Regions from separate parts of the Mus musculus genome. Here regions 1, 2, 3, 5 and 6 are each linked to region 4. A link is a contact called in public HiCAR-type and promoter capture Hi-C data. All regions are on one chromosome and are shown on one strand. Each heading gives the region's core, a stretch centred on a gene start, on an enhancer-like site or on the middle of the called end of the contact. The rest is flanking DNA. Distances are from core to core; before and after follow the strand shown.

What was found. Promoter capture Hi-C pulls out the DNA fragments that hold promoters and counts their contacts. HiCAR-type assays count read pairs that join an accessible place to other places.
Region 1: a promoter capture Hi-C map of pre-B cells shows a contact between it and region 4, with 4 times the contacts expected there. The contact joins the promoter of 1700066M21Rik here to the promoter of Mob4 in region 4. A contact is called at or near these places in 3 of 39 promoter capture datasets (embryonic stem cells, hippocampal neurons and pre-B cells).
Region 2: a promoter capture Hi-C map of hippocampal neurons shows a contact between it and region 4, with 14 times the contacts expected there. The contact joins the promoter of BC055402 here to the promoter of Mob4 in region 4. A contact is called at or near these places in 2 of 39 promoter capture datasets (cranial neural crest and hippocampal neurons) and 1 of 115 datasets of contacts at active chromatin or transcription factors (astrocytes).
Region 3: a contact with region 4 is called in a HiCAR-type map of astrocytes, with 5 times the contacts expected there. The contact joins the promoter of Aox1 here to the promoter of Mob4 in region 4. A contact is called at or near these places in 1 of 39 promoter capture datasets (hippocampal neurons) and 1 of 115 datasets of contacts at active chromatin or transcription factors (astrocytes).
Region 5: a contact with region 4 is called in a HiCAR-type map of astrocytes, with 4 times the contacts expected there. The contact joins the promoter of Kctd18 here to the promoter of Mob4 in region 4.
Region 6: a promoter capture Hi-C map of pre-B cells shows a contact between it and region 4, with 3 times the contacts expected there. The contact joins the promoter of Nab1 here to the promoter of Mob4 in region 4. A contact is called at or near these places in 3 of 39 promoter capture datasets (cranial neural crest, liver and pre-B cells).

Annotation. Positions count from the first base shown.
Region 1 is chr1:57,375,412-57,379,421 of GRCm38.p6, forward strand. It overlaps 1700066M21Rik (RIKEN cDNA 1700066M21 gene), which reads left to right and starts at 2,209. Exons shown (of 2, transcript NM_028546.1): 1 at 2,209-2,535. The coding sequence starts at 2,260. It overlaps 4930558J18Rik (RIKEN cDNA 4930558J18 gene), which reads right to left and starts at 2,133. Exons shown (of 4, transcript NR_037999.1): 1 at 1,994-2,133; 2 at 1-108.
Region 2 is chr1:57,213,707-57,217,346 of GRCm38.p6, forward strand. It overlaps BC055402 (cDNA sequence BC055402), which reads right to left and starts at 1,290. Exons shown (of 7, transcript NR_037990.1): 1 at 1,114-1,290; 2 at 7-190.
Region 3 is chr1:58,028,309-58,031,939 of GRCm38.p6, forward strand. It overlaps Aox1 (aldehyde oxidase 1), which reads left to right and starts at 1,661. Exons shown (of 35, transcript NM_009676.2): 1 at 1,661-1,750. The coding sequence starts at 1,709.
Region 4 is chr1:55,129,682-55,133,401 of GRCm38.p6, forward strand. Mob4 (MOB family member 4, phocein) reads left to right here and starts at 1,564. Exons shown (of 8, transcript NM_025283.3): 1 at 1,564-1,678. The coding sequence starts at 1,619.
Region 5 is chr1:57,968,279-57,972,197 of GRCm38.p6, forward strand. It overlaps Kctd18 (potassium channel tetramerisation domain containing 18), which reads right to left and starts at 1,806. Exons shown (of 7, transcript NM_001159864.1): 1 at 1,743-1,806.
Region 6 is chr1:52,499,141-52,502,740 of GRCm38.p6, forward strand. Nab1 (Ngfi-A binding protein 1) reads right to left here and starts at 1,308. Exons shown (of 8, transcript NM_008667.3): 1 at 1,070-1,308.

The DNA.
Region 1 (4,010 bases), core at 959-3,458, 2.2 Mb after region 4:
TACTAAGCCTACTTTGAGATATTTAGCATTTGCTGCAATTACTTTTTTTTCTAAACACAAGTACTTCCTGTTCTCTTCAGCATATGATTATTTCACTAATCAGTCAACCTGAAAAAACAAAACCACAAGAATCAAAAGCTACATTAGCAATATACACCCACATTTGGACTTGTAGACTACAGCTTAACAGTCCTAGACCCTGGGAAAACATGATTTGCAAAACAAAAGTGAAGATCAGCTTCCTTGGTGTGATTCTATCCTGACCTCTGCTTCTAAACTAGCTATTTTAATAAAGCAATCAATCTACTTTGTGGTAGGAATTAAATAATTTATTCTTGGTTTGTATCTTACTTTTCTATTGCTGTGATAAAACACCATAACCGAAGCAACTTATAAAAGAAAGTATTTAACTGTGGGCTCATAGTTCCAGAGGGTTAGATAGAGTCCATGACCCTCATGGTGGGGAGCATGGCAGCAGGCAGACATGGTGCTAGTGTAGGACATGGTGCTAATGTAGTAGCCAAGAGCTTAGATCTTGACCTACAAGGATGGAGGAGTAGTGGGCAAACTTAGAATGGTGTGGGCTTTCAAATCCCCAAAACCATCCCCAGAAAAACACTTCCTCCAAGAACTCCATACATCAGAGCCCTTCTCAACCAGTTCTATGAACTGGGAACTAAGTATTCAAATATGGGTCTGTGGGGGCCATTTTCAATCAAAACACCTCAGTTACATTTATTATGTCAGATAGAATCTAACAGTTTTTGTCAAAGTAATTGGTAAAGCATACCTCTATAAAGACACTAAGAAAATGTACAGAGCAATTATACTTTGTTAACAAATACAAGAAATTTAAAATTAGAATAAGGCTTGGGATATGACCTAGTTGGTAAGGTGCCTGCCTCTTTCCCCAAAGCATGGGGGCTGAATTGGATCCCCAGCATCCACAAAACAGAGAACCCAGTAGCTGGGAAGTTAGAAACAGGCAAACCATTGGGGGCTTCTTGGCTAGCCCAGTCTAGCCTAATCCATGAGCTTCAGGTTCAGCAAGATGCTGTCAAACAATAAACTAATCAATAAAAAATTTTAAAAGATGGAGTGTGAGGAATGTACTGTGATACAAAAAAACTGCTCTCACCTTAAAGATGAGCCACATATCAGTTAGCTCAAGTTTTACAGTATCAAAATAGAAAATATTATATAATTTAAGACTTTGAAAATAAGATAACAGACAGAAAATTTCTGCTATAGGCCTCTAATATAAGTCTTAGCTTCTGGGCTGGTGGAAGCTAAGCTAATACATTTCAAAGGTTTCATCTGATACTCACTAGTATGCTGGCTGTTTAGGTACACAGGTTAGCTAGGAAAGGCTATTAATTAAAAGAGCGAAAGACAGCTCAAGATAATTTTTAATCAGGGTTTGAACTTACAACATAATTTCTCCCCAGTCATTTAAGTTCTAATCAGCTAATCACTCCTGCAGAAACTTCAAGTTTCAACTTCTTTCCAGGAATCTCCTTTACACCCAAAGTCACTTCAAGCCCACAGCAGCAAACAGATGCATGTGCGTGTCCGATGTGCACACACAATGTTAAAACAAGATTCACTTTTCCCACCTTTAGCATAAATTTGGCCCAGTCCTATTTCTACACAACTTTAAGTAAGAAGTTGCTATTTCCACGACTTTCCTATACTTTTCAACGTGGTTTCAAAACCCTAAATCGGAAATTCGATAAGCTGTAAACACCCCTACAGTAAATGTGTGAACAAGTAGGCCTTTTCTCTATCTTCCCTAAGGTAAGTGTCCAGCTCTCTCTCTCTACCAACTAGGAATGTGCTAGACTTGGTGTGGAGCCAGAAATTCCCTAACTAGGTAACTTCGGGACATAGGGGATTCTTTTCATTCTGAGCAAGTACAAGACTTTCAGAACCATTCTTCTTTACCTTGGACTAAATTAACAAAGACACATCTTCACCGTGAGGATGAACCTACCAAAGCTTTTATACAGAACCCGAGGAAACTCTGACCCTGAGCAGCTGCTGCTGTGCATGGGCCCAACCTGCGGGCTCTTCCACGTCCGTTCGAACTTCCCGGCCGGGGCTGAGTCCGCCAACCACAAACGTCCTTCCTCCAGCCGCGCCCTCCGCTCCCCCTCCCTCCGGACGCACGCGGCGTGCTGACGTCACGGCGACCGAAGCCGTTGGGCAGCCGAGGCCCCGCCCTCGCTGCCGGGTGAGCGGCCCTGGCGGCTCGAGCCCATGCTGGGGTCGCGGCGTCTGCGGTCCCCCGCGCTGGTGCTGCTGCTGCTGCGGCCGCTGCTCGCTTCCGGAGACTCCGCGTCCCGCCTGCAGACCCGAGCCATGAACCCGGGCGGCGGTGAGCGGGGCTCCCCGGAGGACAGCCACCGTCTGCAGCGCTCCACGGTGCCGGGCTCCGACCCGCAGCGCAGCAACGAACTGCTCCTGCTGACATCCCGGGAAGGAGATTCCCCGGAGCAGCGGCACCACGTCCTCTACTTCCCTGGGGACGTGCAGGTAACGCGGGGCCAGGCCTCCCCGACACGCCCACACGGGTTCTCATACGATGGGGGTGCGGGGCGCGCCCCCGTTCCTGCCAGAGCCCCATCCGGGGAAGGGGCCTTGGAGGGCCACGGTCTCCAGAGAGCGGCTGTCAGTCCAGGTGCCACTGGGTGGAAGGAGAGGCGCGACAGGGAGTGGGACAGCCACGCACAGCTCCAGCCTGCTCTCAGAGGACTGTGTGTGTGCTGGGCACTGGACTGTTTAGAAAACGCTGACTGACCAAATAAAATACATCCGTTGCTAAAGTGACCTTTCCAGTAACCCTAAAACACAGCAGTGGAAGGGATGCAATCGTCAAGAATGCTAATGATACTGAGAGGCCCATTTGAATTCAACTCATCTGTGTGCTTCCTGTTACTGGTTTTTATAGCTGCAGACATACGTCTTTGCTGAAGCTGTCCTGGAAGCTGGGTTTTAATGTAAAACTGCATCGTGCAGTGGATACATTAGCCGCGTGAGAGTATCTGAACAAGTTAAAATGAAAAGGCAGCGTTCTCTGTCTCACTAGTTGTATTGCCAAGTGTTGAGTCACCACAGGTGACTTGCTTGTACCCCGTTGGACAGCGCAGATACAGTTGGCATTTACATTGAAAATCAATTATCCCAGAGCGTTGTTAGCACTAGGGTAGATATTCAAGTTAGAATATAGCTAGATGGTTTCCTCATACTAGAAAACTGTTATTGTTTTGAAATTGGTGCTTTAAAATGATACACCAAAAAATCTATTTTCTCTTGCTGTTTTCTCTCAAATCAGTTGACTTGACTAGTTGACTGCTAATGGAAACTAGCAAAAACCCAAATTTAGGTTCAAGAAAATCTCATTTTGGTGCCTTTATTCCCAGATTGAAAACAAGTGTGTTGCTTCTGCTTCCTGCGACTTGTGACCAACTACTTCATGCCTTCCAGTGGTGGTGGTGGTGGTGGTGGTGGTGATGGTGGCTGAGTACTTTCTGCTGTAAAAGTGTTCCAGACAGAACATCCACCTGGCTTAAGTAGGGCCTAAAGTGTTCTAGATATAGTTTGAGGATCATCTTTCATTTCCCATCATCAGCCTTTGGGACAATGACAGAATGGTAATGTTCAGAGTGTGGGGTTTTATAGAGCATGAGGTCTTCTGGAAAAGAAATGGAAGGCCGTGCATCCCAAAGCTTCAATGCCAAGTCACCCAGGTTTCCCATTCCACTCTGTACTTCTTAGCTATGAAGTCTATGCAGATGTTAAATCTCTCCATTGAAGTGCCTCAGATATAAAAGTCAGAGGGCCTCAATCAAGCTGAAATTTGGGAATAACTCTAGTTAGGTTCCAGCCCCTTCTCACCTTCAAGTAGCCTCATGCTCCACTCTTGGGATTTTTTTACTCTACTCTTTCAGTGATCTCTTTCCATCTCGTGACTTTACATACTGCCTCCATGCTCACGAGCCTGGCATTTA
Region 2 (3,640 bases), core at 40-2,539, 2.1 Mb after region 4:
CCAGACCTTGGAAACCATCCAAGACCCCCTTTCCCCGGAGGCCAGCTCTCCTCCGTTATGATTTGCATTTCACCGCCATTCACTGAAGCCGGCGAGAAGTTGTCTCGGCAGAATGGTGCGAGCTAAAAGTGGGAATCGAGAAGCCTCCATTTTCCAGCGTGCTCTGAACAACATCTCTGCTGCCAGAAACCTAAAGCCAAATTCAATTTGAAATTTATACAGAAAAGAACATCCACACATTCAAATTCTCCTCCCCTTTCCCAAGACCTCCTCCTGACCTGGGAATGTCTATTTCATGTTTAATTTAATTCTAGATTGCTAATTAATATCTCTACCCCCTCCTGCCCCCACCCTTGCAATTTAATTTCACATTGTCTTCATTTTCTTAAACTCCTCTTCTCCATGAATTTTTAACTTGGAAAACAGAACAAAGCAGCTCTTGAAATGTAAGCAAGAATTTGAAAAAGAAAGAAGAAATTGGGTCAGAAAAAAAAAAACGGTCTTTTTTTTTTTAATTGATTCAGTTTAAACCATCTGAAAGTACTTCAAATATACTTCCCACAAGGAAAGAAAACCTTGTCACCCCTCCTGTATTTGGTCATCCTTATAAAGGCTATTGGAAGCTTGCGTGTAAGAAGGAATATTGAAGTTACTCAAGCAGCTGAGTTAGCACTGCACCCCAGTTCAAACTGATGTTAGCCAGAACTCACTCCCAAATTGAGCATGGGTTTTCCTGAGCTGTTACTGAAGGCTTCCCACAGGGAGACACTGGCACTGCAGAGGGAGCATCAGCTGCTTCCTGCTTCCTCCCCTGCACACCCACCTCTGGGAAATCAGCTGCAGCCTTCTCTCCTCACATCCGTGTCCAAGGAGCCCCAAGGAACAGTTGCTGTCTAAATACTGCCTGGGGAGTGGCACTTTAGCCCAGTGCAACCTTTATGCATCAAGTTCTCTAAACCTTCTCATATTTGCTGAAAGCCTTCATGTGTCCCAACACCAAGGAAAGTGGCTTGAAAGGCCAAAGGCCATGCAGCGTTAAGAGAATTTACCAGACTCCCCCCAGGAGTATGTTGTACCTCGTCTATGGTGGCCATCCTTCAATCCCCAGCTGACCTGGTATTTGGGTGAGCATGAAGGTCGAAAAAAAGGTCTCCTCTCTCTGCTGCTTCCAGAGCCCTCTGGTTTACAGGATAAGATCCAGACGTCTTTGCACAATGGAAAACTTATAAGAGCTGGGACCTGGCAGCCTTTCTCAGCCCTTCATTATCCCTCAGAAGTCACCCAGGTCCTTGTCCACTCAGAGTCTCCCTGGCTATATCAGTCCCTGCTTGTCCCTCCCTTTGAAAGGCTTCCTGGTTAACACTGGCTTCTTCATGAAGACTCAACTCAACTTTTCCTCCTAATTAAAGAGATTCTTTTGTCACGTGAGCCACACTTGGCTCTTCTCATGGTGACCTGATTTTCCTCAGCCAAGGCCTTCCTGCTTCCTGAGAGAAGACCTTACCGTTGTTTTCTCCCTGTAGCAGATGCATACTGGTGACAGATGTGTGTAAAGTACAACAGAGATAAGGGAATTGTGATAGCCAAGTCTAGAGGACCATTTTGCAGAGAGTTTATGACATCTTAGCAATCAACTTAGCCAGTTATCTGCCATCAATACCAGACTGTGGCATATCTGAACCATTATTCTTCCCCTCGGGTTATTTTTACTGAATGCAGAGCTCAGCCCAGCCGTGCCAGATGATTGTAGAACTTTGTAGAAACCAAGGGGCTGCCTTGCCTTCTCCCCAGCATCTGCCTACACCCCATCTCACTCTCATTCCTCATTTAAGAGTTCACAAATTATTCCAGCCAATTTAATAAAAAAAAAAATGTTCTGTGAGGTAAAAGGGTCATGGTGATTAATTTTGCTCTCTTAATGAGGAGAAAATTTCATTTTTTATTGTTAATAACACAATGCCACACTCCAGGTAAATTCTAAAGAAGAGGAGCTCGTGGTTTTTGTTCACAGTTAAGGGGTCACATATACTTAGCAGTGGCCTTCTGCCTGACAGAGTCCAGAAACAACACAGCATCAAAATGGTAAGAGATCTTGCCTAGATGGCTTTCATGGCACACCTACTCCAGAGATAACCCTTAACCCAGTAACCCATTAATCCATCCATGATGACAGAGCCCTAATCAAGACCTGTCTAATCCCACTTCTTAATTTCTCATAATGGAGATTAAGTTTCAACATTACATTTAGAGAGGACAGACCACATTCAAACCATAGCACCATGCAAATGAAACTGGCTGTTTGGTTTAGTCAGGTCATGTCTGAAATAAACTATGCTATTAAAACCAGGTTATACTCCAACCCTTACGGCTAAAATGCTGAGGTTTGCCCCTGTTCACTGTCACTAGACAGTGAAGTGCTTTCTATGAGCTGATTCATTTGATTTTTACCAATTCTGGGTGGCACCTGCTTTTTTGGCCCAAACTTTAGTGTTGAGAAAGCTGGCCACAGACTCCAGCAGACATTGCACACAGCCCACAGGTTTTGTATTTTTTAGGGAAAATGACCATTTCATTGGCCCCAGAGAAGCAGCAACAGAGCCACAAGTAAACGACCCACAATATCTACCTCGTTTCCAATTCAAGCACTCCCTAGATTCTCCAGTTCTTCCCAGATTGGTAACTTCCCCTGGCTAGTCTGTACACCAAAAGTCAGGTGGGAAAAGTCGAATTCCCAGAGTAATTGAAAAGGCCCTGATTGTTGCTCCTTCACTCCCACAAAACTGGCTCTAACCAAACTTTGACTGTCATTACATGGAGAGTGAGAAGTAGGGGTGTTGCAGAATACTTGATCACACAGTGAATCCAAAGATAGTGTTTCTAGCTATGGTGTGGCCCAGCCTTTAGCGCATACCTTTGATCCTGCTAGTTAGAATACAGGCATGCTTCTAGCACACACCTTTAATTCCAAACAACAAACTTGGAAAGTTAGTTTATAGAGGAAGCTCCCATGTTTAAAAGTGATACCTAATTGAGTGGCAGACAAAGTGACAAATCAGAGAAAGATTTGGCAGAATAGGCTATGTCCGATTCTCACGAGAAGAGAGAGAGGAAAGGGGAGCTACTTGAGGGGCAGTGCAGGGAGAGAGAGGAAGAAATTTTACAGGCAGAGTTTTACAGAGACAGGTTAAAGAGAGAACAAGCTATACACCAGTGAAGACAGAAGAGGACAGAGAATGAGCCAGAATATTAGAACAGATTGCTAGATTTAGCATGAGGCCAAGTGGAGCAATTCAGTAGGAACGGAAAGAAGCCAGTTTGAGTCAGTTAGCACAGAGAGAAGTTTCAAGTCAACAGCTGAGTTAACCAGTCAGCCAGAGATGAGAAAGAAAAAGAGAGGGTGAACTTATTCAGCAGTAAGTCTCAGAGCTGAAACCATTCTAGGCCTAAATTACATTGTACCAAGGCTAGAGGCTTCCAGGGCTAGGTCTAGGATGGCAGACAGAGGCAGTACGCCTCCAAGATGACAACTCGAGCAGGAGAATAAAAGTCACAGGTACCTAGGGATGCTGTGCAACATGGAGGACACCAGAATCCAGAGAGAGCTAACGAAATGTCAATCACATCAGCACTGCAGAGGCCA
Region 3 (3,631 bases), core at 411-2,910, 2.9 Mb after region 4:
ACAATGGTCTAGGAATATTTATCAATGTACTGATATGAAAACAGCTATGGATCCTGAAACCTTGTGTTTTAGCCCTTTGCTTTGAAAAAGACTATCACCGTGTACCTAGGGTGGTTTGAAATAGCTTAATTTTTTAAATATGTATTTTATGTGTATGAATGTTTTGCCTGTGTGTCTGTATGCCTGTGTATGTGTGTGCATATGTGTATATGTACATGCGAATGCATGTGTGTGAGTATATGTGTGTATATATATGGGCATGTGTGTGTATGTGTGTGTGTGTAGGTGTGTGTGGGTGGGGGGGGGAGTAGATGTGTACATGTGCATATGCCAGGGGCCCTGGATCATTAGAAGAAGGAAATGAGATTCCCTGGAACTGGAGTTTCAGAAGACTGTGAATGTTAGGAATTGAATCTGTTAGAAACAAATGCTCTGAGCCACTGAGCCATCTCTAGTTAGTAAGATTTTAGAATGGAGATTATTGGCATCAGGAGAGTAAAAGAATTCTAGCTTTTAATCTGTTCATCTAATCTTTTAATCTCTTCACTATTGCTAAAGCAGAATGCCCCAAACTGGATACTTTATAAAGAAAACAGGTTTGTTCTAGTCCTGGGTCCTGGAAGCTCTTAACCTCTGAGCCATTTCCCCAGATCCTGTCAAACATAAAGTATTTTTCAAAAAAGAAAATGTTTGACAGATATGGAGGCTCACACACACCTTTGATTCCAGCACTCAGGAAGAGGCAGAAGCTGATAGAAGCTGTCAGTTCAAAGCCAGTAAATTCCAAACTAGCCATAGCTTTATAGTGATGCTTACACACACACACACACACACACACACACACACACACACACACACACACACACATACACACACGTTTTCTGTCTACTGGTAAAACACTGTCTGAAATGTGCTTAAGATCCTTGGGAAGCAAGGAGGTGTTAGCCACTTACTGTTAACCACTCCTGGAATTGCTGAGATGTGGTTTCTTCTCCTCTACCTACAAACGGGAAGTTTTCACAATAAAAATGTTGTGTAGTGGTGCATACCTTTAATCTCAGCACTCAAGGGGCAGAGGCAGGTGGAGATCTGTGATTTCGAGGCCAGCCTGGTCTACAAAGAAGAGTTCCAAGACAGCCAGGCTGTTACCCAGAGAAACCCTGTGTGAATGGGTATTGAGGGGTGGGGATGTTGTATTGCATGAATAAAATAACCTAGGGAGATATACTAAGGCCTGGAAAATAATTTGGTCTCATTTGAGACTTGCCAGGTTTTATAAAGTGGATTCTAAAATATAAAGAAAGCCAAAAAGTGAGGTTAAGGGCGCAGGACTCTTGGGAAGTGACTCAGCAGTACAGCCAGGCTGCCTTCCCCCTAAACAAACGAGAGGATTCTGGAAACCACTTCAATAAGCAAGCATTGGCACAGATACTAGAGCAATGACTCAGGACTTCCTGAGGCTGGCCGCCCAGCTACCCCTCTCTCCCATCGATGCCAAAACCCAAAGATTTCAGCTTGTCTCCCACGCTGGCACACTCTGTAGTGTCAGGAGAGTTTTCCCTTTAGGACCTCTGCAGCATTGGCTCTTCCAAAACTTTCTGGGAGGGTGGAGACTTAGAAGCACAGACAAGCCCCGCCCTGTAGCCTCGGGCAATTTATTCTCTGCAAGGACTGGCGCTGCTAGGGACCTGCTAGGGACCTCGGAGTCATGGACCCCATTCAGCTGCTCTTCTACGTGAATGGCCAGAAGGTGAGAGCCCGCGGGTAGGCAGACTCCTGCACCACCCCGGACCCCAGTTCTGGGCCCTATCCCAGCCTGCGCCCTGCTTTCGCTGAAACCTTAGCATGGGGTCTCATTGGGTCCTCAGCATAGGAATCTGCATTATAAAACTCAAAGGAGATCAGATTATTTTTCAGACCTTTCGCATCACGACCAGCGCATGGAAGACTAAGAATTTCAGAATGTCTGAATCCCAGGGCCTCTCCCTTCCGGACGGGGAGCATCCAGACCTTCCCTCCCTTAAAGCCTCCGGCTGATAAGATCTTCCAGCACAATTAAATAAGTAGCCTCAAGTCTCTGCTTGTCTGGGTGAGCAATACCCAGCTTTAACAGGGCCACAGAGGTGCACTGGTTCTAGCTACTCTGTGATTTTTCAACTTGGTGAAGCCAAAGCAAGTTCCTGGCACAGCACAGCTTGCCAGAATCAGGGGCTCCTGCCGAGTGTGGCATTTTGTTTTATTTGTGTGTGTGCCTTGGCTCTGAAGACTTTTATGGCGGCTCCAGGCAAATCCTGTTGCTTGGGGACAGCAAAGCCTCTGGGCATCGTTTAAAGCAGCCGTCTGGGCAGTGGCCCAGCTCATCTGGAGTGTTCTCTGTGTAAACTGATAGCACTTTGAGTGGGGGGTGGAGAGCTGCTGTCCACAATGTCAGTTCCGCCCTTTGGATCCCGCTGTGTTCCCTGTGTCTGGCTAGGGACAGCCAGAGCCCTTGTTCTAGCTGGCACTGGCTGACCAACTGGAAGCCAAGGAAGGTTTAGCGCCAACCAGACCTTTCCTGTGTGAGGACTCTTCGGAGGCTATGAAGTTGAGTCACACTGCTGTAGTTTTGTAATGTGTTTTCTTCCTTGAAGAACAGGGTCTCCCAAATCATAGAAGCCCCCATTTAAAAAAAAAAAAAACCTTTATGAGTCCCTGCTTCATGGCCCTGAAGCGGGATAGATGGATCCTTAAATAGATGAAACCCATTAGCTGTCCCCCCATCTCCCCACAGGACTACCATGAAGGTGAACTAGAATAATGGGTGAAATGGCTGCCCTGTTCCTTCCGTTTCCTTTTGCATAACAGAAAAAGCTGGAGTGTATTCTGTCCTTACTAAACGAACGGAATCCATTGCCGCTCACTGGAGCCTCACTGCCTCTTGGAGGCAGACTCCAAGGCTACTAACAGGCCAACACTACTTATTGCGAAAAGAGCAATCATGAATATCCATTGTGTGTTTTCATGAACATCCTAACAGATACTAAGCTATGTTTAAGCTTATGGGATATAGCAAACCACAGAAAGGATGCGACCCCTGCTGGTGAGGGGTTGACACTGCTACACTGCTGGGGAAACAGCCAACAGGCATATAAATAAATGGAGAGAGTGTGGTGTCAAGCAGCGGCAGGTGCTGGCATGAAAACGGAGTGATGAGCAGAAACTGATGGGGTGGATGGAGGGGATGCGTTGACCTTTCAGATCAGGGGGCATTGGAGCAGTGTCTGGGATGAAGTAGGACCCAGTCAAGCGCGTGCACACAGACACATACACACAAACCACATATAGACATATATGTATACAAATGCACACACACAAACACTCACATATGTATATGTGTATACAAATACACACACACACACATATATGTGAAAGGAATTTCAGGTAGAGATATCCAGGTGCAAAGGTCCTGGAGCAGAAGAATGTTTGTTTACATATGATGGGAATAGATTGCTAGGGCTGGAGGTGTGGTCAGGAGCCAGGGTACAGCTTTATAAATGATGCTAAGAGTCTAAAGCAAGACAGCAGCCATGTTGAGTCTGAGGTCTCCTCCCTCCTCCCCCTCATCCTCCCTCTCCTGCTTCCAAACAGCAGG
Region 4 (3,720 bases), core at 314-2,813:
TCTGAATAAGGGAATTCCTCCGTTCATTCTTACTATTGTTGTTGTTTAAGGATAAGGTCTCACTACATACTCCTGGCTGGCCTTGAACTCTCTTTGTAGACCAGGCATACTCTGAACTCACAGAGATCAGCCTGTATCTGCCTCCTGAGTGCTGGGATTAAAGGCGCCACTCTGCCCCGCCGCAGCTCTTATGTTGGAACACTTGGTGTTCAGCTTGAGATTCGATTTGGAGGTTGTGTAATTCTAACCATGGCCCAGCTCTGAGAAGTGGCTCACTTTGGGCGGGTCTTGATGCAGATACCAGCTTCTGCCTCCAGCTTAAGACCTCTGTTTCTGAACCCCATGCTCTTGAAGTTATAAAGAGCACTTACCCAGTGTCCACAACTTCCTCACCAGGTGTCCCATGGTACTATAAACCAAAACAAACTTTTCTTGTTTGGAAAAAAAAAAGATTCTGGTAAAAATGCTGTGTTTTTTTTCTTATTTTGGGAAAGATTGAGAGAAGATTTAAGTCTTGCTCTGTAGCCCTGCCTGGCCTGGAACTCTCTATGTAGCCCATGCTGGCTTTGAATTCTAAACAATTCTTTTAACTGTTTTGCTTATTTACTTGCTTATTTATTTAATGTGTGTAAGCTTTTTACCTGCATGCGCCCAAGGGATTCAGAAAAAGGTGTGGGATCACCTGGGTTGGATTACACATGAACCCCTAAGCCTGGCCGGGCATGCCGTGTACTCCGTTGGTCCCAGCACTCAAAACAAATCTCTTAAATTCAAGGAACATCAGGGAGACGCTGTCTCCAAAAAAAGAAAACACAAAACCAAAACAACAACAAAAGAAAACACACAAAAAACATCACACTTAAAAACACGAGAAACTTGGAATTTTGTTAAGATACAGAATTCATAAAAGCCATCAAGGGCTATTCATTTCCTCCTGCTTCCGACTTGCAAAAATGTGAGTTTATTTTAACTCTAACACACAATAACAGATGTGCGCTTTCTATCTCATGATGGGCATTTTTTTTTTTAATTTAGCATTGAGTCTTTTATCTACGGAAACCAACTTGTCATTGAAAGAGTCCTTGGCTTTTCAGTAAGAGGACCCTAGAAGCAAGATTTATCAGTACCTCCTGTCTTCCCTTTAACCGACCCAGCCAATCTGATTCTAGATTGGGTTAATCCATGAAGATTCTATAAAAATTTACCAGATTATCTGGGGTGGAGAATTATGTTCTCATTTCGCTTTTCTGAGATGGTCACTATTGTGCAAACTGCCCTTCCAGTCTATAGACAGCTGAAGGACAAACACCCACAAGTGACGCAGGCTTGGGTCACCTGCACCACAGACCTTGGAAGCGGCTCTCTACCCCAGCTTCCGGTCGCATCTTCCTTTTCGGCCTCGGCGGAGCTCCGCCGGCTGTTCATTCTGTGCTCCTCCCTCCGCCGGAGCCGCGGGCTCGGCACTCTTCCCATGGTGCTCCGCGCGGGCGGCGGCTGTTCCGCAGGCTGCCGCCCCTCCCCGCCGCCGCAGCGCTGAGCCCCGCCGTGCCCCGCCCCCCGCGCAAGCTGCCGGCCCCCACATCCGGGTACCGACGCCAGCCGCCCAGACTCTGGCACTATGGTCATGGCGGAGGGGACGGCAGTGCTGAGGCGGAACAGGCCAGGCACCAAGGCGCAGGTATCGTCCCTACGGCTTTCCTGTCACAGAGTTGGCGGGGCCGAGCCGGGGCTCTCCTGCTGGCGGGACTCCGTCTAGGAGAGGCCAGGGCGAGCGGGTGGGGGCCGTGGCCGCGGTGGCTGGCCTGCGCTTCCGGAGCCGCGGCCCCGGAGGCAGCCGAGCCGGCGCCGGCCGCCCTGGAGGCCTGCTAGACGCAGGACCCCGCTGTGTTCGCCGAGGCCCGGGGCTGACGCTTGTCACCAGCGGCTGCTGCTGCGCTGCCTGCTGTGAGTGGCAGCTGACGGCGCCCGGGTGTGGGGTGGGCCAGCTGGGGACCAGGGGGCTGTCCCCGCGTCGGGACCGCCGGCGTCGAGGGCTGTAAACACTGCCCACCTCACCGGGAGCAAGCTTGGCCGGTGACGTACCTGCCGGTCGGCTCCATCCAGTTGGTCTAGCCGGATGCAGGTGGCACTAGTTTGCGTTATCCTCCTGTTGTTTGTCTTTGCCACCACTCCCTTCGGCTTCCCTGCAGCTGTTCTCTGGTCCAGCAAGTTTTCGGCACCAGGTTGTGACTTGTTACATGTCATTCCTTGCGTATATTCATGCTAATGCGCGTGGACAATAGTCGGAATGAACTGATTATATACATCAAAATAATAGTAGGGCACTATGGGGAGTAAATTGGTGCTTCTTAGGACTTGCAAACCAGGGATGCTTCACAGTAAAAAAGAACAGAAAAGAACGGAAAAGACCCCCCCCCCAAAAAAAAAAACCACCCACGTTGACATTCAAACTTGATAGGATTAATCAGCCTTTGGAAATGGGTTGAGTCGTTGAGTAGAAGTTCTAAAATCAAAAGAGATATGTTTAAAATGTAATTTTAGCAGGCTGTGTTCTTGTTGCTGCCCAGCCTGCTGCCTCTTACCGTGTACTGAGTAAACTTTTTCTGTTAAAATGTAATTTTTAGGGTCAAGTGGAAATCAAAATACTTAATGCTACTGAGTTTTAGAGAGTTACTGTTTTTCTTTTCTTTCTTTTGTCTTTCTTCTTTCTCTCTTCTCTCTCTTCTCTCTCTCTCTCTCTCTCTCTCTCTCAAGGGTTTCCCTGTGTAGCCTTGACTTTCCTGGAAGTAGCTCTGTAGACTAGGTTGGCCTCGAACTCCGAGATCCACCTGCCTCCCCCATACACACACATCCAATTTAGAGACTTGCTATTTATTATGGATTTTGAAGGTTCTCAAAGTCAGGCTACCCTCGAATTATACTATATAGTTGAAGGTGACCTTGGACTCTGTTTGCCGAAACTCTGGGGGCTAGACTTACAATACATACCACCATTCAGGGCTTATACAGTGTTGGGGAATGACACCTATCAATTGAGCTACATCTCTAGCCCTAGAGAATTGCTTTTGAGTCAAAAACCATTGAGTCATGAGCTGTCAGTTTGCCTTGATTGGGTTGGAAATTTGTATACTATGTATACTTTCTACTATTTAACAACTCTTCTTTCTAAGGGTTCTTGTTTTCAGATAACTATTATTGTGCATAGGCAACATTTTTTCTAATTTTTAAGTGATGGCTTCCTTTAAAAACAATTCTTGGGATTACATCCAGGACTTTTCCTGTGGTAAATTAAGAGTGCACAATTTATTTTAAGCATGTACTCATGGCTCAGCTATATCCTTAGATGAAAAATTTTTAACTTTGAAAAATTGTTCAGACTAAACACTGCAATATGTCCCTTTGCTGTGTTGTTATGAGTAAGTCATGTGCAGACTTTTTCATTTTCCCACTTTATGACAAGGTTAAATAAAATGTAATAGAAGAGAATTAAAAGAAAAAACTGCTTTTTAACCAACCTTTTCTGTTTATCACATAACTTTTTTTCACTAAAATAGGCCTGTTCCAAAACGCTGTATATTGTGTTACTATGTTACACATGAGTAGTATGTGGCATAGCTCCTGCTGTGGGGTGGGGAGGGATTGTCTCATGTATCCCAGGCTGGCTAGTCTGGAACGGAGAGGGAAGGGCCTGAGAGTGACTTCTCATCCTACCTCCATTTC
Region 5 (3,919 bases), core at 556-3,055, 2.8 Mb after region 4:
AAAGAAACAAAGAGCAGAAATTAAGGATAACTGGAATCATTACATTGTAGTTAACTATATAATTAAGTAATATATCATTAACTGAGATCAGAATTCTATTTATGCCAAGGGCTAGAGAGATGGCTAAGTGGTTAAGAAAACATGGCTATTTTTACAAAAGACCCAGGTTTAATTCTCAGTACCATATGCCTTACAATGATAGTCTGTGACTCCGGTGATCTGATAACCTCTTCCAGTCTCTAGGGGCACTGCCCATCTACAGCACACAGAAACAAGGCAGGCAAAACACCCATGTACACAAAAACAAATAAAATGTCCAAAACTGAATTCTATTTCTACAGACTGCTCTAGATCCTTAGGTCACACCCTGTCTGTCATCCAGCTCCTTCGCTTTAAAACGGACAAGGTTGTGGGGAAGAGCTCTCTATGGAATCTGAAACGGGCTAAAAGACAAAGTTTAAGATCCTCACCCCTGGAAATCTGCAGCTTCTACACTTTCATAGTAAGTGAAAAACTTACTGCTAAACTCAACTGAATCCATGCCAATTCAGTGTTACTAAATGATCAACTAAAATCCTTCCCCACAGACACCAACTTCACCATATGCCATTATGAATCTGAGAAAAGGACAATAGACAAAATTCATTAGGAACCCAACAAGGTCCAGGCCTCCAAAAACACTTACTGGCGTGACCTCCTGCTGCCTTAAAGTCCTGGAAGTAGCACTCTAACCAATCATGAAGCAGAGCAACCAACTGGTTCACACTGTTCACAGACACCTGCTCTCTAGAATTTTCTCATGTTCGTACATAAAGATTCATCTCTTGCAAGATCTTTCTGCGCGGAATTGGTACCCCTGCACAACAAACTCTCATACAGATCTTACACCATGTGTTTAAATCTCTATTTTTTTTTAATTTTTATTTTGTCCATAAGCCCAATAAAAGCAAAGGCACTGCCATTCTTAGTAATCTCCATTTACTGAATGCTTATTGTGTATCTGACACTGTGAAGAAACATTACCTAATTCATAGAAAAACTTTATCATACAAATTTTACTGTCCCTACTAACACAGAACACTAGGGGCAAAAAATTCACTGATGTGTGTGGTGTCTACACAGACTTGCCTGATAATAAGCAGTGGAGCCTGTCACAACCCAGGGCAGCCAGGTGAACCAGAAGGGCCAGCTTCAGGTTCTCACGGATGCTCCCACAGACCATCCCTTTAACACAACTTCCACCTGGTTTAGGCCCTTCACTGACTATCAGCTGCCATTTGGGGACCGCAGCCCAAGGCCAGGCCCCGTGATGACACTCCTCGATGCACCCACTGAGGACTCTGTTGTGAGAAGGCAGGGTTCCCGCACGATGCACCAAACCGTCGAGGATGTCTGCTGAAAAGGCAGACTCCCGGCCACATCAGGGTCTGATTCACAAAGTCTGAGAGGTGGGGACGGGCGCCGACTACACTTTTGAGAAACACAGCTCATGGGGCTCACGCCCCTTCGCCACGGCTGGACAAAACCGGGAAAGATGGGGAATCACCAGGCCCCGCCAAAGTCTTCCTGGGCCAGCGGACCCCAATTCGGTCTACAACGAAGCCTGGTACCCAAAGCGCCCGTTTCATCAGAGAGGCCGGCCGGGGCCTCCCTCAGGATGCCCCGCAAGGCTTCGGGGCCCGCCACCCACCCGGAGCCCGGTTCCTCCACACCGGCGGGCGGAGCGGCGACTGCTTACTGACCTGCGGCCGCCAGTCCCTGGGCGCAGCCGCCCAACGCAGCCGGGCCCGGACGCGGAAGTAAGCCGTCGCCTACTCGGATGCTCCACGATTGGTAGAGCGGAGCAACCCGCGGCGCCCCCGTGCGGTCCCAACGTGCAGTGCGCCAAAAGGGAGGCCTCGCCCCGGACCCGCCCCGCCCACGGGACGGCGGTGGCCACGCCCCAAGAACGTTCCTGAATTTTCCCGGAGTCTAGGCCCCTCTGGTGGAACAGGATGTTTTCCAGCCCCAGGGGAAGCTACTCCATTAACATATTAGAACTTGGATCTACCCATTTGCATAGTTTGTGGCGTGCAAAGCTTTTCCACAAGGCACACTTTATACCTGTAAAAGATGGTGGTTGGTTTCTAAAAATATTTATTAAATCTTTGGAAATTTCATACATCAGAATTAAGATGGTAGTTTTATTCTTGTTACAGGAAGGAAAACCGAGGAGGGAGGACAACCCTCCATTCAACATTCTTGCACACCCAGCACTGTATTAAGTCGCTTGTAGAACTATTTAATTTCTTCTTAATAAAACCCCCATAACACTTAAATCTTCCAACTGTATAGGGCTATGTATTTCAAGATGAGTGAAACAGTCCTGTTTTCCGGGCACTTCGCTCCTTACTAGATTCTAAAGTCCTCTTTTACAGGTCTTAGGAAAGAAGCCAGCCAGAAGTATGGCAGCCTGCCCTTCAGCTAAAAAGTCTTGGGAGACAGGGAAGGTTTGTTCAAGCTGCCGTGATTTCTCACAGGATAGAGACCAGGCTCTGAGAATGGAGCGCTGGCCAAGACAGTGTCAATAGTTTACATTTTAGTATTTTTAATCACTGTAACCAAAAGACCTGACACACACAACTTAAAGGAGTGAGGGTTTATTTTGGCCCTGAGTTTCAAAGGTATCAGTTCCTAACAGCAGGGAGCATAGAGTCCCAACCCATGGGATGACGCTAGCCAATTCAAAGTAGTATTTCCCTAACAGTAGTCCTCTCTCCAAATGCCCACGTAGACACATGTAGGCATTTGCCTCACCTATCTTATCTGGGAAAAAAAAAATTCTGCATTTTAAGCATAGCTGATCGATCAGCTTTCCTAGTGTGGTGTGAAAGTAGACATAGACAATGAAAGAAACTGAATTGAGCAGTGCTGTATTTCAGCTTTATATGGGCAGTGAAAGTAAATTTTCTTATTGCATGAGTCAGGAAATATTCTTCAAAATGAGATTTCTTTTTTTTTTGTAACATTAAAATATGTAGTATGTATTCTTAGATCATGGACTGTAGAAAGCCCATGGCTGCCTCCTCTTCCTCCTCTTTGGGGCGGGGGTGGGGGTCAAAACAGACACCAATCAAAATAGTTACAGAGGATAATGGCTACCTCAGAGTAGAGGCAGGGCAACGTTGAGTTGAAATGAATGAAGCTTGAATGGAGAGTCCCTCACTGGTTGGTAGGACTTCACTCCAAGAGCTAAAAACGTGAATGTGTTCACTTTCTGAAGAGACTCAATAATAATATTTTAGGGGAAAAAAGAACTTGGAAATTGGTAGAAAGAAAAGAAGCTAGTATACCTGAGGCTGGGGTAGGCACTGGGATATAGGGAAAGGAGAGAGACACAAGCTGAACAGTTAGGTTTTTAAAATCTTTTTTATGAATGAGGGCTTTGCTATGTCAGCTGGGCTAGCCTGGCGCTCACTGTCCTCCTGCTGAGTGGTGGAATTACATCTGAACCAGCTGAGGCTCTTGTCTTAGTTTAAGCATAACAGGAAACCATTCTGGGCTGAAGCAAGGAAGTAATATGGGGTGTGTGTGTCTGTCTGTCTATAGACTGAGATAAGAATTTACGGGAAAGGTATACTATTGAAGCAATTAAGTGTTGTAATAATCTAGAGGAGAAGAGTAATAGCTTCTATCTGACCTGTGATGGCTACAGAGAAAAGTAGATGGATCCTTGCTTGCCTTCCTTTCTTTCTTCCTTCCTTCCTTCTTTCTTTCTTTCCTTATTTATTTATTTATTTATTAGTCTGTTTTTTTGTTTTTGAGACAGGGTTTCTCTGTATAGCCCTAGCTGTCCTGGAACTCACTTTGTAAACCAGGCTGGCCTCAAATTTAGAAATCTGCCTTCCCTGGCCTCCCTAGTGCTGGGATTAAAGGCGTA
Region 6 (3,600 bases), core at 58-2,557, 2.6 Mb before region 4:
TGCTTGAGCTTACTGAAAGAACAGAATTAAATGTCTCAAAAGATGCAAGCTGGAGGAAGAAACCTTCAATCCAAGTCACTTGTGCTGGCACAGAAGCTGGGTGTGAAGCAGCTCTTTGAATCTCAGGAAGATAGCCTCCACCCTGGTCGGCTATCCGATACAATGGACCCTATACATCCTCTCTCCAGTATCTCTTCTTAAAACCGGCAGATGAATTATAAATGTCATAACATATATTGTACAAAGAAAGATTTTTCAAAAAGTGAATATTTAAAAAGGGTAATTCGCTGCGTGTACAAAACAGCGAACCATTTCGGATGTGACTAATCTTATTTTAAATTCGGTTCCTCTGCTCCTATGCAATCTAATATTAACTATTAAAACTGCCAAAATATTTTTATACGAGATCTTAGAATCTCCTTAGAGATTCTGATCTTTGCACTCCGTAAAGTTGGCAGGCACGTCACTGGCAAACCAATCGGTAGTGACAACTTACTCCAAACCAGCTCTTTCGGATCAAATTGTAAATTAGCAGGCAATCCAAAATTTCCCAAGCCTCCCTGAGCCAGGGCACGGTTCCCGCTGGTCGCCCGCTGCAAAACTTGGTCAGCTCAACCTACAGACGCAAATTCCAGCTCTACCCAGGAGATTCCTTGCAGATCTCCCGGGTTGACCGTACTTCGGTGTCTGTCCCCGTAAGGTCACACACCTGCGTCCAAAGCTTCTCTGTCCTACACGTGTCTGCACATTCCCCACTCAGCCTCAAAGGCTCGGCGACTCCCGCTTCCCTGCACCTGGGTGCCAAGTTTCTGAAAGCCACTTCCAAGCAAAACTCTCCTTCCGCTCTGAAAACACAACTACAGTAGGAAGGGGCGGATAACAGGAAGAAAGCGGAGACTCAGCGGCACTTTTCGGAAGTCCCTGGTCGCCCCGGAGCTGGCACCCCACGCGGGCCCGCGAGCGCGTCCTCCCCGCACAGCCCGCGCCCCCCGCCCGGCAGGACGCGACGGCCCCGCCGAGCCACGCGTCCGCGCCCCCCGCTCCATCTCGAGGCCCTCCCGGTACCTACGCGGCCCGCAGCTGCGGCGCGCTCCGCGACGACGGCTCTGCCGGGCTCCTGCGGCGGCTGCGGCGGCCGGGACGCCCCCGCGCCCATCGAGGGGGGCAGGGACGCGGTGGGCGCGCGCTCCGTCCCCCGCCCGCCCCGACGGCGCTCGCTCGGTCGCGCGGGCGGAGGCTCGGGCGGAGGCGGGCGGCGGCGGCCCCGGGCGCCCTCCCTAGGCCTCTCCCGCCGCCCCTCCCTCGGCCTCTCCCTCTCCCTCCCCCGCCACCTCCGCCGCCCCCGCCCCGCCCCGCGCGCTGTCACATCGGGAGATTCCGCTCTTGCTCCATTCGCCGCTCCGGCTCCCGCCCACGCGCGGCCGAGTGACGCAGATCCCGGCGTGGGCGGCCGCGGGGCGGGGGTGGGGGCCGGCGGGGCTGAGGCTCGGCGCGGTCCCGGGGGTGGCCCATTCCCACGGCAGCTGGGAGCGCGCGGGTGGGGGCGCGCGCGCGGGTCGGAGGAGGAGGAGGCTTCCGTGGATCCGCGGACAGCGCTGCCTGCCAAGCCCCGCACCGGGCCCGCCCAGGAGGGAGGGGGTGGGGGGGGTACAGAACCGCAGGTGCGGTGCGGACCTGTCCCTCCTCGCCCACTCCACCCTGTCCCCACCCTCGCCCAGGCCTGGTTTGAGGAGGGAGGAAAGGGAAACTCTGGCCTGGTGGCTTAATGACACCCTTTTCATGTCTGGAAACCTTGTGTTACTTTACAGGCCATTCTCTGTTGTCTTCCTGTAGGCAAATGACACACTCCTGGTGCTGTCTTGAGCGTGTCAAAATAGAGTTCTTAAGGCAAGGTGTAGACATTTTGAGCTTGGTTTGCATAAACTTTTCTAGCCAAAGAAAGTGTTACAGCACCTCAAAAGCTAAAGCTATTGCCAAAATTTTAAGGGGAAAAAAATTAAATCTATTTTTGCCTTCCTTGGGGAGGGGGTTTCAAAGAAAAGAATTCAAGTTTTAATGGTGTGCTCTTACTGCAATACAGGTAGAATCCTGTTTTAATGTACATATAAAAATCCAGTTTTATATAGGAGGCCGTTCCCACTTCCTGGCTGGCCTCCCAGAGTGTGCCTACTTGGTTGAAGGGGATACAAGGCATTCTTTGAGAAGAGAAATTCTTTAAACCACATCTTTATGTTGCAACAATGGGTGGGATGATAATATTGAAAGAAAAAGACCTTATTAAATAAACCATTTTTTCTTTTTGTAAAAACATGTTCTACAAATGAGTGATGTCAATGGAATAGATATGTACTTAAATGCATAAATATATAAACATATAGTTACATGGTTAAGTATACATTTAAGCTGAAATATCTTCCCTGTTAGTGACAAGCCTGTCTAGAATAGTTGGTATTTTAAATAATTATTCTTAGTTCCTCAAATTCTTCAGAAGAAATAACAGCTACAAGTGTCTCCCTGCCACTCCAATTGTCAGTGTTTATGCTCCTGCTCAGCGAAGAGGAATTTAATTTGGGTGGTTGTAGTACAGTCAGGGCTACTGAGACAATTTCTTGGCCGGTGTGGAAAGGTAGAGGTTAATGGGTAGTCGAGCAATGAAATCCGCAAAATTCTTCTAATTCTTCACTGGGAACTCTGATGGTTTGCAAACATTGTTGCTTCTGAAAAGCCTAGGGGGAGGGGTGCGTGTAGCTTTATGCCACGCAGTTAGTGATTAGTCAACTTGGTGAGCTCACCTGCACTGCACAGCGTTCTCCAGAATTGAGTCCAAATTGCATGCTGTGCTCCGGTAGGGCGTGCTTCTGCCCTGCTGAAGGCTATACCGACAAGGAAATGTGTCTGGGGCTGATCCTTTTTACAGTTAACCACTCAAGTCCTTCCTTGTTTATGTTCTGGGCACATTAGATAGTGTGTTCTTCCCACATTAAGAATGGCATTCTGGGCCCACTATGCTTTGCTTAAATGCCCTATGGTTTCTGGGAGAGGTGGTGGGAGGAAAGAAAATGAAAGAAAAAAATTTTAAGCTTTTAGGCATCAGGTTCTTTATGGGCACACTGTAGTCAACAGGACTGTTCGACAGGCCTGAGATGTTCACCTGTATGTGAGACAAGTTGGAGGAGAAAGCATTGATTCTGTGCATGCCGTCCTTCCCATTCCTAAACTCCACCTCCCTGCTCTCAGAGTGGAGGTCTTCTAGCTCCTTGGTGCCTTAGTGGGAGGAGAAGGGATACATTCTGTAAGGTAACAATTATGGAGTGGGGTTGTTCTCTGAAGGCCCTCTGGGAGAGATTAGACCGTTTTAGAATTTCTTGGAGGCAGTCCCAGGCAGTTCTAAGAGAACGTGGCAACACAAATGGTTCTTCTTGAGACCATTTGGATATCTTTTGTTAAAAAGAACCCTGCAGTAGCTTTGTTTCTTCTGGTTTGATTTTACCATAAATACCTGTATGCTTAAATTACTCATTTTCTCCAGTACGTCTTGTTAAGTGTTAATTAAATACCAAAGTTAAGTTCTGAGGACACAAATAACCGTGGTTAAACCAC